Regions from separate parts of the Callithrix jacchus genome. Here region 2 is linked to region 1. Evidence: chromatin contacts called from public Hi-C data. All regions are on one chromosome and are shown on one strand. Each heading gives the region's core, a stretch centred on a gene start, on an enhancer-like site or on the middle of the called end of the contact. The rest is flanking DNA. Distances are from core to core; before and after follow the strand shown.

What was found. Hi-C and Micro-C count contacts between places; a contact is called where the count stands out from the background.
Region 2: a contact with region 1 is called in a Hi-C map of induced pluripotent stem cells, with 2.5 times the contacts expected there. The contact joins two enhancer-like sites. A contact is called at or near these places in 3 of 3 Hi-C or Micro-C datasets (induced pluripotent stem cells and skeletal muscle).

What each region holds. Positions count from the first base shown.
Region 1 is chr1:208,889,999-208,895,554 of calJac240_pri, reverse strand. EIF3L (eukaryotic translation initiation factor 3 subunit L) reads right to left here. Exons shown (of 13, transcript XM_002743761.6): 12 at 4,184-4,264; 13 at 2,071-2,279. The coding sequence ends at 2,241. Among named protein-coding and RNA genes, the nearest start is that of MICALL1, 17 kb to the left of the region's middle. Within about 2 kb of position 1,459, at least 4 of the 16 cell types and tissues checked have an H3K27ac peak or open chromatin away from gene starts, as enhancers often do.
Region 2 is chr1:208,927,478-208,932,675 of calJac240_pri, reverse strand. It overlaps MICALL1 (MICAL like 1), which reads right to left. Exons shown (of 16, transcript XM_078340338.1): 6 at 3,734-4,188; 7 at 1,799-1,856; 8 at 167-546. Among named protein-coding and RNA genes, the nearest start is that of MICALL1, 20 kb to the right of the region's middle. Within about 2 kb of position 1,870, at least 2 of the 16 cell types and tissues checked have an H3K27ac peak or open chromatin away from gene starts, as enhancers often do.

The DNA of each region.
Region 1 (5,556 bases), core at 210-2,709:
TTGCCTCTGCCCAAATTGTTAGGCCCTGGGCACCTCCACCTGGATGTCCCACAGGCTCCTTAAACTCCTGTTCCCGGCCAGGAGCAGTAGCTCATGCCCGTAACCCCAGCACTTTGGGAGTCTGAGGCGGATGGATCACCTGAGGTTGGGAGTTCGAGACAAGCCTGACCAACACGAAGAAACCCTGTCTCTACTAAAAATACAAAATTAGCTGGGCGTGGTGGTGCATGCCTGTAATCCCAGCTACTTGGGAAGGTGAGGCAAGAGAACTGCTCAACCTTGGGAGGCGGAGGTTATGGTGAGCCCAGATCAGGCCACTGCACTCCAGCCTGAGCAACAAGAGCAAAATTTGGTCTCAAAAAAAAAAAAAAAAACATGAAACACACACACTCAACTCCTGTTCCCTACCCACTTGCACTTACCTCCTCCAGTCCCAACCTGCTCCAGCAACCACCCCCATCTCACAGAGCCTCAGAACTGGGCATTTCCCTTCCCTGAAGCTTCTACATCCACTCAATTGCCACATCCAGGTCCTGTCCTCTGCAGCCTCCCAATCTCTCGAATTCTCCCCTCATGCCTGCTGCAGCCACTGTGCATGGGGCCCAGCTCCTCTGTGGCTGGCTGCTCTAGACAAGGGCCTTGACCTATGTGAATGGGCCTCCACACTGTCTACACAGGCCCTCTCTGGAGTTTTGCTAAGGCCTTCCTCCCTTTATCACACAGTACCGCCAGGTTCATGTGAATTTTACTGAATTTGGTGCATAGAACAATTCTGAGGTAGGTGCTAACCCCACTTGAGATAAGAAGGTGAGGCACTGAGGATTACATAACTTGGTTCAGCTGGTATGTGGCAGTCGGGACTCAGACCTCGGTTCGAGAAGTCCAAGCCCACACACTTTGCTGCTCCCTTCTCTTGCTGGTGCAGAAACTTCTGGAAACCGGTACCACCCAGAGCTCCCCATTCCCTGGTAACAAAGCCCTTGCTCTCCTTAGCATGGGAGGATCATAAACCCGGTTCTTCTGCACTAATGGAATAAAAGTCCTGAGCTGGCCACAGATGATGAGCGCTGTGCATTCCGCAAGCGGTGCCAGGCAGAGTCCAGCTGTGCCTGCCCCCTCACAGGAGTTGCTGGCTGCCCCACACTGCTGCTGAGCCTGGACCAGGCTGCTGGGAGATGGCCTCAAGCCAGGCACTCATACACACTGGGTCTGTGTGACCCGGGCTCCTGCACTGGCCCGTCTCACAGCAAGAAGAGTGCCAAGAGGCCATGTCAGACACGCACATTTTGACCTGGCAAAACTTTTGATGACAGAGAACTATCACACGAACCACGAAGCTCTGGCACTGAATTTCAAACACGTTAACCCGGGGGCTGCCCAGTTGAGTCTGAGTTCCTCTAAGCCACCATCGCCAAACATCAGGGTATGGGGGACAAAGCACGAACATTCTTTAGGAGGAATCAGTGCACAGCACCCTCCCTACACCAGGGAACCATGTGGTAGTCAGGCAGTGGTGGTTAAGGAGCCCTGGTTGGCACTGGGCCACTCAATTGGCTCCAACAAGGCAAGACAGGAAGGCTAGCTCGGAAAGATACCAAGAGCTTTACAAATGTCTGGACTTACAACTAGAGGCTTTTAAAAAATTCCTTTGGGGCCGGGCACAGTGACTCATGCCTATAATCCCACCTGTAATCCCAGCACTTCAGGCCAAGGTGGGCAAATCACTTGAGGTCAGGAGTTTGAGACCAGCCTGGCCAACAAGTTAAAACCTATCTCTACTGAAAATAAAAAAATTAGCTGAGTGGGGTGGCACACAGCTGTAATCCCAGGTATTTAAGGCAGGAGAATTGCTTGAACTTGGGAGGTGGAGGTTGCAGTGAGCTGAGATCACACCACTCACTGTGCTGCAGCCTGGGAGACAGAGTGAGACTCCATCTCAAAAAAAGAAAAAAAAGAATTCAATCTAAACACTAGTAACCGAGGCATCCTGAAAGCATCAGGACACCCGGGAAACGATGTATTACTGCCACGACCCACAGAGTCTTCCCTACAATAATGAGATGACACATCTGGCTCCAGAGATCCTTTACTGAGACCCACGTGAAACACTTCGGTCCTAAATTTGTTAACTGAGTTGACAGGCTGATGGCTGATCTAAGTGAAGGTTTCACAGATCAGCAAAAACACTTCCTGCCTAAAATATATCAAAACAGGCTCCTGAATGATGTGTGTAAATGTCGTCAGGGTCTCTGTCCCATCTTCTTCAGGGTTCGATTAAGCTAGAAGAGAAAGAAAAGCAAAGTTACATACAGGGATTTCCCCAACGCCTTTCCCACAGTGTGTATGATCACTAGGTCAGATTCCCAGCTGCTCCTCTGAAGCCAAGAAAGGCCGTCTCTGATGTGGGTGTCCACCGTGTGTGGGAAAAGCCATGACATTCATACGGCCCTGGCACAGTTCACGCAGATTGTTCTTTTACCTGCCCTTCACATGCAACAAACCCATACCCAACACCGCTCTACCCATCTGACAGAAAAAGGATTCGGAGTGGCCAGACTTTTCAAGTTACTAATTCAGTTAGGGGAAATACCAGAAGCTTTCTCCTTTCACAAGGAACAGGATCCTTATTAGAAGACACCCCCAGCCCACCCCCCTGACAGATGTGATCTCAACAGCCAGAAAGTAAAAAGAGCAGCAGGGCTGTCAAGATCCTGCAGGAAGAGCCTGACCTCTGCTGGAGAACTCAAAGCACCAGGACACAGCAGCCCTAGCAATGGCCACAGCTACCTACACCCTTACAGTGTCTGGCCTGACCCACAAGGCCTCTCCTAGGGCAAGATAAGGAATGCACCAAGTAATGCAAAACAGAGCTTCCTGTCCTCCAGGCTGCAGGAACTAGCCAGACCTGTCTAAGTTGGAAAACAATGCCAAGTGGGGAGGGATGGGCAAGAGCAGGCAGTGAATCCACCCATATTAGGAAATACCAGGGAGGGAGAGGAGAGCTGGCCACCCGCAGAGGGAGATCTTGGAAAGAGATGCTCTGGAGAAGGCTGATGCAGCAGTTCCTACAGGCCCAACCCCATTCCCCAAACCCCAAGCAGTCAGCCAGTAGCTTGAAAATTTAAAGGGCCAACCTCAGGCTTTCTTTTGCAGTGGCACCATCTCTGCTCACTGCAACCTCCACCTCCTGGGTTCAAGTGATTCTCCTGCCTCGGTCTCCCATGTACCTGGAATTACAGGCACGAGCCACCACGCCCAGCTAATTTTTGTATTTTTAGTAGAAACGAGGTTTTACCACGTGACCAGGCTGGTCTTGAACTCCTGATCTTAAGTGATCGGCCTGCCTTGGCCTCCCAAAGTGCTGGGATTAGAGACATGAGCCACTGCGCCCAGCCTCTTTTTCTTTTTGGCAGGGTCTTGCTCTGCTGCCCAGGCTGAAGGGCAGTAGGCTTTCTGAAAACAGAAATAAAAAATTTAAAAAGGCCTGGCATAGTGGCTCATGCCTGTCAACCCAGCACTTTAGGAGGCTGAGGCGGTCCGGATCATTGAGGCCAGAAGTTGGAGACCAGCCTGACCAACATGGTAAAACCTGGTCTCTACCAAAAATATAAAAATTAGCTGGGTATGGTGGCATGTGCCTGTAATTCCAGGTACCCGGGAGGCTGAGGTGGGAGAATTGCTTGAAGCCGGGAGGCAGAGGTTGCAGTGAGCTGAGATCATGCCATTGCACTCCAGCCTGGGTGACAGAGTGAGATTCTGTCTCAAAATAAAGAAATAAAAGCCGGGCGCAGTGGCTCACGCCTATAATCCCAGCACTTTGGGAGGTCGAGGCGGGTGGATCACGAGGTCAAGAGATTGAGACCATCCTGGTCAACAAGGTGCAACCCCATCTCTACTAAAAATACAAAAATTAGCTGGGCATGGTTGTGCGTGCCTGTAGTCCCAGCTACTCGGGAGGCTCAGGCACGAGAATTGCTTGAACTCAGAAGGCGGAGGTTGCAGTGAGCCAGGATCGCGCCATTGCACTCCAGCCCGGGTAACAAGAGCAAAACTCTATCTCGATAAAAAATAAAAATAAAGAAACAACAACAAAAAAAAATAAAAATAAAAACATGTTAAACTCCCCATTTAGTTCCTAAGCTCTGCCCTGTGCCAACAGCCCCCCTTCTCTCAGATCTCTCACCTCCTCGAATTTGTGGATCTGACGGATGAAGAAATCCCCATAGCGCCTGGCGACCTTGGTGTCCGCGATGTGGATCATATCCTGTAGGGGAAGCACAATCAGGGAAAAGCAGCCAGGTGGAGGAGCAGGGCCATCTCACCCAGGCGCCACCAAGGACTTGCGAATGATAATGATGTTGAGTGTTAGATGTAAAGGCGGGAAAAAGACCACTGGAAAACCATCACCAGTTAACAGCAAGTCACTCTTTCTAGAGAGTCTTTCTTTTCTTTTCTTTTTTGAGACGGAGTTTAGCTCTTGTCGCCCAGACTGGAGTGCAATGGCATGATCTCAGCTCACTGCAACCTCCGCTTCCTGGGTTCAAGCAATTCTCCTGCCTCAGCTTCCCAAGTAGCTGAGATTACAGTTCAATAAGCATGATCTAGGCTCACTGTAACCTCAGCCTCCTGGGTTCAAGTGATTTTTGTGCCTCAGTCTCCCGAGTAGCTGGGATTATAGGTGCGCACCACCACACCTAGCTAATTTTTGTATTGTTAGTAGAGACGGGGTTTCACTATGTTGGCCAGGCTGGTCTTGAACGCCTGACCTCAGGTGATTCACCTGAGACCATCCTGGTCAACATGGTAGAACCCCGTCTCTATTAAAAATACAAAAGTTAGCCGTGCATGGTGGTGCATGCCCATCACATCTGTAGTCCCATCTACTCAGCAGACTGAGGCAGGTGAGTTGCTTGCACCCAGGAGGCAGAGGCTGCAGTGAGCCAAGATAGTACCACTGTGCTCCAGCCTGGGTGACAGTGAGACTCTGTCTCAAAAAATAAAAAAAAGGGTTGACATGATACTGGCAGAGTTTTAGACAGGGTCTCACTTTGTTACCCAGGCTGGAATGCAGTGGTGAGATCTTAGTTACTGCAGCCTCAAACTCCTGGGCTCAAGCCATCCTCCTACCTCAGCCTCCTAAGGCAGGAGCTATACGGGACTCACTCCCATAGCTTGGACTACAGGCACACGGTGCCAAGCCTGGCTCAGTTTTCTTTGGTTTTTAAAAGCATGATTTAAAACACTAGAAAACTTCCACTACTGACGTGTTTTTACTTTGGCAAATCTGTATCAGGGACAGCTAATTTATGGCAAAAACCAAGTCTTCTAGAGCCATAAAATTGAAATGAGGGTGTTTACTTTAAAGCAAGATGAACTTTCAAAAACAAACTACCAGGCCGGGCGCGGTGGCTCACGCCTGTAATCCCAGCACTTTGGGAGGCCGAGGCGGGTGGATCACGAGGTCAAGAGATCGAGACCATCCTGGTCAACATGGTGAAACCCCGTCTCTACTAAAAATACAAAAAATTAGCTGGGCATGTTGGCGCGTGCCTGTAA
Region 2 (5,198 bases), core at 621-3,120, 37 kb before region 1:
ACCTCCTCACAGGTTTGCTCTGGGATTAAATGAGGACACCTATGAAACATGTGGTGCCTGCCCTGGGAGGCTCTGCCTCACCAGACCCCTCCCCAGGCCTGGGCTAACCTGCCACCCTTCCGCTCCGAGTTCCGACTGTCAGGAGAGCTGCAGGAAAGGCACTCACCCAGTGGGGATGCACTGGGAGCGCGGGGCGCAGGGCGCTTCTTTGTCTTGGGGCTGCTGGTAGGTGTGATGCCGTACCAGGGGTGTAGAGACTTGGGTGTGGACTCTGGGTGGGCCAGGGCAGGGCTGGTAGCCAGGTCGGGTGCAGCTGGAGCCTCTTCCTCTGCGTTCTCCTCATCCTCAAAGGGGTTATAGGGTTTGGGCTCCAGGCTGGCCGCCGGGCTGGGCTGGGCCACCTCCTCGGTGCCTCCGTTCTCCACCTGCCTGCTGTCCTGGCTTGGTGGCCCAGGGCTGCTGCTTGGGGGAAGTGGGGCTGGTTTCTTCTTTGGTTCTGCCTGCACCAGTGTGATCCAAGGGGGGTCCTTCCTGGGGGCTGGTGTCCTGCGGGGAGGCAGGAGGCAGCAGAAACCATTAACAGAAGCAAGGGGTCAGCTTCCTTCTCTCTCTGGACAGTTTTGAGTCCACTTCAAAGGAGGTGGGTGAGAAACGGCCATTTCCCTTCTTCCACCCCCAGCCCCACGGGGCCAGTCTGAAATGGACTGTTCAGTCACAGCCCTTGAGGCCCAGAGAAGGTAGACCTTCAAGTCACAGAGCCGCTGTTAACCCAGCCCAGGAAAGGATCGCCAAGGGGCTCTGCCATCTACAACCCATATAACCTGGGAAAGTCACCTGTCCTCTCTCTGTATCAGTCTCCCCTTCCGCTCAAAGGGGTGGATAATAATCCTTGTCTCACAGGGTCAGTGTAAGAAGGCAGTGAGCTACTGAGTCCAGCACTGGGCAGGGTGGTGGGGCATCTGCTGAGTGCCAGGGAATCAGTAAACCAGTAAACATTAGCGACCGGCACAAACATGGCCCACCTCACTCTCTACAGATCGACCACATGGGGGAAGCATGGCCCCCAAATAATAGGTGAAGTAGATGTCCTCCCGTGAAGCAGAGTCCTCCTGTGTGCAGGACCGGAGGGACAGGTACAACAGCTGAGCTTTTCCAGGTCTTTCTTCCTTTTTTTTTTTGAAATGGAGTTTCCCTCTTGTTGCCCAGGCTGGAGTGTAATGCCGCGATCTCATCGCAACCTCAGCCTCCCAGGTTCAAGCAATTCTCCTGCCTCAGCCTCCTGAGTAGCCCGCTACCACGCCCGGCTAATTTTGCATTTTTAGTAGAGACAGGGTTTCTCCATGTTGGTCGTGCTGGTCTCAAACTCCTGACCTCAGGTGATCCGCCTGCCCTGAGCTCCCAAAGTGCTGGCATTAGGCATTAGCCACCGCATCTGGCCTTTTCCAGGTCTTTCTATACTCTGCTGCTAAGCCTCAAATCAACTCTATAATCGAGCCTCGGCCTCCCACATTACAGGGCAAAGGAACCTGGAGAGGAGACAGATCCCAGAGGTGGCTGCTTGCACCCGGCACTGCCTACAGGAGCAGGGACCTGAGAAGGAGCTGATTAAAATGGAAAGATTAGCCAGGAATCCTGGGGTAAGCCTCAGTAGAGAGGGCTGTGGGCCCAGCTCTCCTTCCCCTCCTGAGCCCCACCCTGCCCATCCACAGGAAGCCTCTCCCTGAACCAGGCCCCAGAGTACCCCAATTACAACCACCAGGGCCTCCAAAGCAGGAAAGCCTTTCAGGGATTGACATACCCCTCGGATGGCTTCGGTGTCCCCCTTGGCTTGGGGATAGGTGGTTCGTGCAGTCTTCCTAGATGGGAAAGGAGAGTGAGCCAGGCCTTCATGGGTAGGAGGAGGTGGGCACCCAGGGAGCCAGCCACAGCACCTACTGCCCCAGGAATGCCCCACCTTCCTCCTGCACCCTAGCACCTCCCAGCCCAGCCCATGGAGACTAGATAAGCACCATGACTGAGAACAGTCAGGGGTCAAGGCCAGGCCATTTATATTTCATTTGAGAAGAGGAAATCCAAATCCCCTCAGCCACCTCCCCAATGTGGGCAGGAAACATCATCTCGACTCAGCCCAGGAGCCACCTCCGCCTGGCAGCCCCTGACTCCCAAGTGTCCTCCGTGAATCCCACAACAGCCCCTGCTCCCCTCCTTCCCTCTTAACAAGACTTCCACACTCTACTGAAACCCCCGTGTCCGTGCCTGTCTCCAACTTGATGCTAGGAGCACCCTGAAGGCACAAATAGGCCTGAACAGTCTGTGTCCCCAGCTCAGATCCAGCCTCCACAAGAGCTAACATACAGAATGTTCTGGTGCAAGGCACAGGGTGACCGTGGGAGTTTCCCCGTGGCCAGTGCCTTCTCTAACAGAATGATAAGTGCTGCCCAGAACACCTCGGGTTACAAGGAGTCTCAATCCTACAAGCTCATGGAAACCCGGGCAGGTCGTCTGGGAGCATTCCACAATGTGGGGTTGGGGGAGAATGCATCCACAGAATGGGCCAGGGGTTTCCACTGGAGCTCACACTGGCTCAGGGGCGCACCTGACCCCTCTGCTCTCCCCCAAGCCCCTGAGTTCTCCTCTTGCAGGACAAGCATAGAGGCTGGGCATGGAGGTCACCTGCAGTGTGCCTGTGGATGGGCCAGGACACACTTTGCACCAATGTGCAAAGTCCCAGAGACCTCAGGGACACACAGGTACATGCGGAGTGGCACTTCCTATACACTCTGAAACTAAAGCCCCCAGAAAGATGCAAAAGAGCACACATAAAGGCATGCAGAGGGAGGCAGTGCAGGGGTGGGGGCCTGGCTGTGTTTTGTTTGCACCGTCCCAGCATGGAGAACAGAGCACGGCGAGGCCGCAGGAACTCAGCATTTGTGGCAGCCACTAATAACCTCAGAAACAGGCTGGGTGTGGTGGTTCGCACCTGTAATCCCAGCACTTTGGGAGGCCGAGACAGTGGATCACCTGAGGTCAGGACCTGACCAGCTTGGCCAATGTGGCGAAAACCCATCTCTACCAAAAAAATAGAAAGATTAGCCAGGAATGGTGGCATGCACCTGTAGTCCCAGCTAATCCAGAGGCTGAGGCAGGAGAATTGCTTGAACCTGGGAGGTGGAGGTTGCAGTGAACCAAGATCATGCCATTGTACTCCAGCTTGGATGACAGAGAGACTCCATCTCAAAAAAAAAAAAAAGTAAGGACCCCGACTGCAGTGGCTCATGCCTGTAATCCCAGCACTTTAGGAGGCCAAGGCGGGCGATCACCTGAAGTCAGGAGTTCAAGACCAACCTGACCAACATGAAAAAATCCTGTCTCTACTAAAAAAAAAAAAAAAAAAAAAAAAAAAAATACAAAATCAGCCAGATGTGATGGTGCATGCCTGTAATCCCAGCTACTCAGGAGGCTGAGGCAGGAGAATTGCTTGAACCTGGGGGGCAGAGGTTGCAGTGAGCCAAGATCGCATCATTGCACTCCAGCCTGGACAAGAGCAAAACTCAGTCTCAATAAATAACAATAATAATAATAATAATCTCAGAGACACAGGGAGGCCCAGAACAGCACAGTACATTAGCAGCACAGACGGAGAGGGGCCCACAAACACTCCCAGACCGGCAGACTTTTCAACAGATCGTGCACTGTCACCAAGCGCACCCTGCCCCGACTGGACCCTGCTCACCATTCATCAGGCTGCTGCTGCTGGCCTGCTCCACCGGGTTCTCCTGCTGCAGACTGGAGCGGGGCCGGGGCGTGGGGGGTGCTGGGGCTGTGCTCTCAGAGGCCTTCCTGGGGGCGGGTGTGGGGCGGCCAGCAGGGGGGCTGGCCAGCTCCTGAGGTTTGCCAGAAACCCGGGGCTTGGTAGGGATCTGGGGCCGGGAGTCAGGGCTGGTCTTGGGTCCATCTGCCTCAGCCCCTGCAGGTGCACTGGAGCTGGGGCTGCCTCCTGGAGGATCCTTGGCATCTTCCTCGAGTTGCTGCTGGTGCTGCTGCTTTGGCTGTGGGAAGGACCCAGGCCTGGTCCCCGACCGCACCCCTGGGCCCAGCCTGGCACAGTGTTCTGCACATACAAAGGTGCCCTCCTCGGGCCCATTCTTGTAAGCCCCAGGGAGCAGAGTGCTGGAGCACCGCCGACATCTGCCAGGGGACAGGACAGGGGTTCACTTAGCCAGGCAGCTGGGACCAGGCACTGGCCGCCCCTCCAGCCGCAGCCAAGGCTGCTCCCTCCCTTCCCTCCTCCCAACTGCCAGCCAAGCTCCTGGCTCCAACCCTAGACTTCCCAGAGGACAAAGAAAACAGTAAGTGTCAGAAGCAGAGTGGAGCAATGAAATCAGTAACAGAAATTGTGAAACATGCCTTCAGTTTATGCTGCAAGAGGAAGAAGCAAAGGACCCCCTGAGAGGTGGCATCCAGTGAGTGGCTGCATCCAGGGTGGCTCAAGAAAATAAAGCAGTGGCTTTTACCCAGTCAGGTGGTGTTTTGTGTTTTGGTTTTTGTCATTGTTGTTGTTTTGAGATGGAGTCTCAGTCTTGTTGCCCAGGCTGGAGTGCAATGGCACGACCTCGGCTCACTGCAACCTCAGCCTCTCAGGTTCAAGCGATTCTCCTGCCACAGCCTCTTAAGTAGCTGGAACTACAGGCGCAGCCACCAGGCCCAGCTATTTTGTATTTTTAGTAGAGACAGGGTTTCTCCATGTTGGTCTCAAACTCCTGACCTCAGGTGCTCCGCCTGCCTCGGCCTCCCAAAGTGCTGGGATTATAGGCGTGAGCCACCAGGTCTGGACTTTTTTTTTTGTATTTTTAGTAGAGACAGAGTTTCACCAAGTTGGCCAGGCTGGTCTCCAACTCCCAACCTCAAATGATCCACCCTCCTCGGTCTCCCAAAGTACTGAGATTACAGGCATGAGCCACCACACCTGGCTGTGTTTTGTTAATCAACTAGAATAATATACAATATATCAGATTGTATCGTACAAGAAAAGCCAAGTGCTTTGTGAAACTCTTACCCCGGCTATGCCTCTACTTACACAGTTTTATTTCAGGGAAATATTTACATCTAGTCACAAAATGAAAGTTGCAGTTGCGGGGAGAGGGGAGGGGAGGACGTAATCCCAGCACTTTGGGAGGCCAAGGCGAATGGATCAAAAG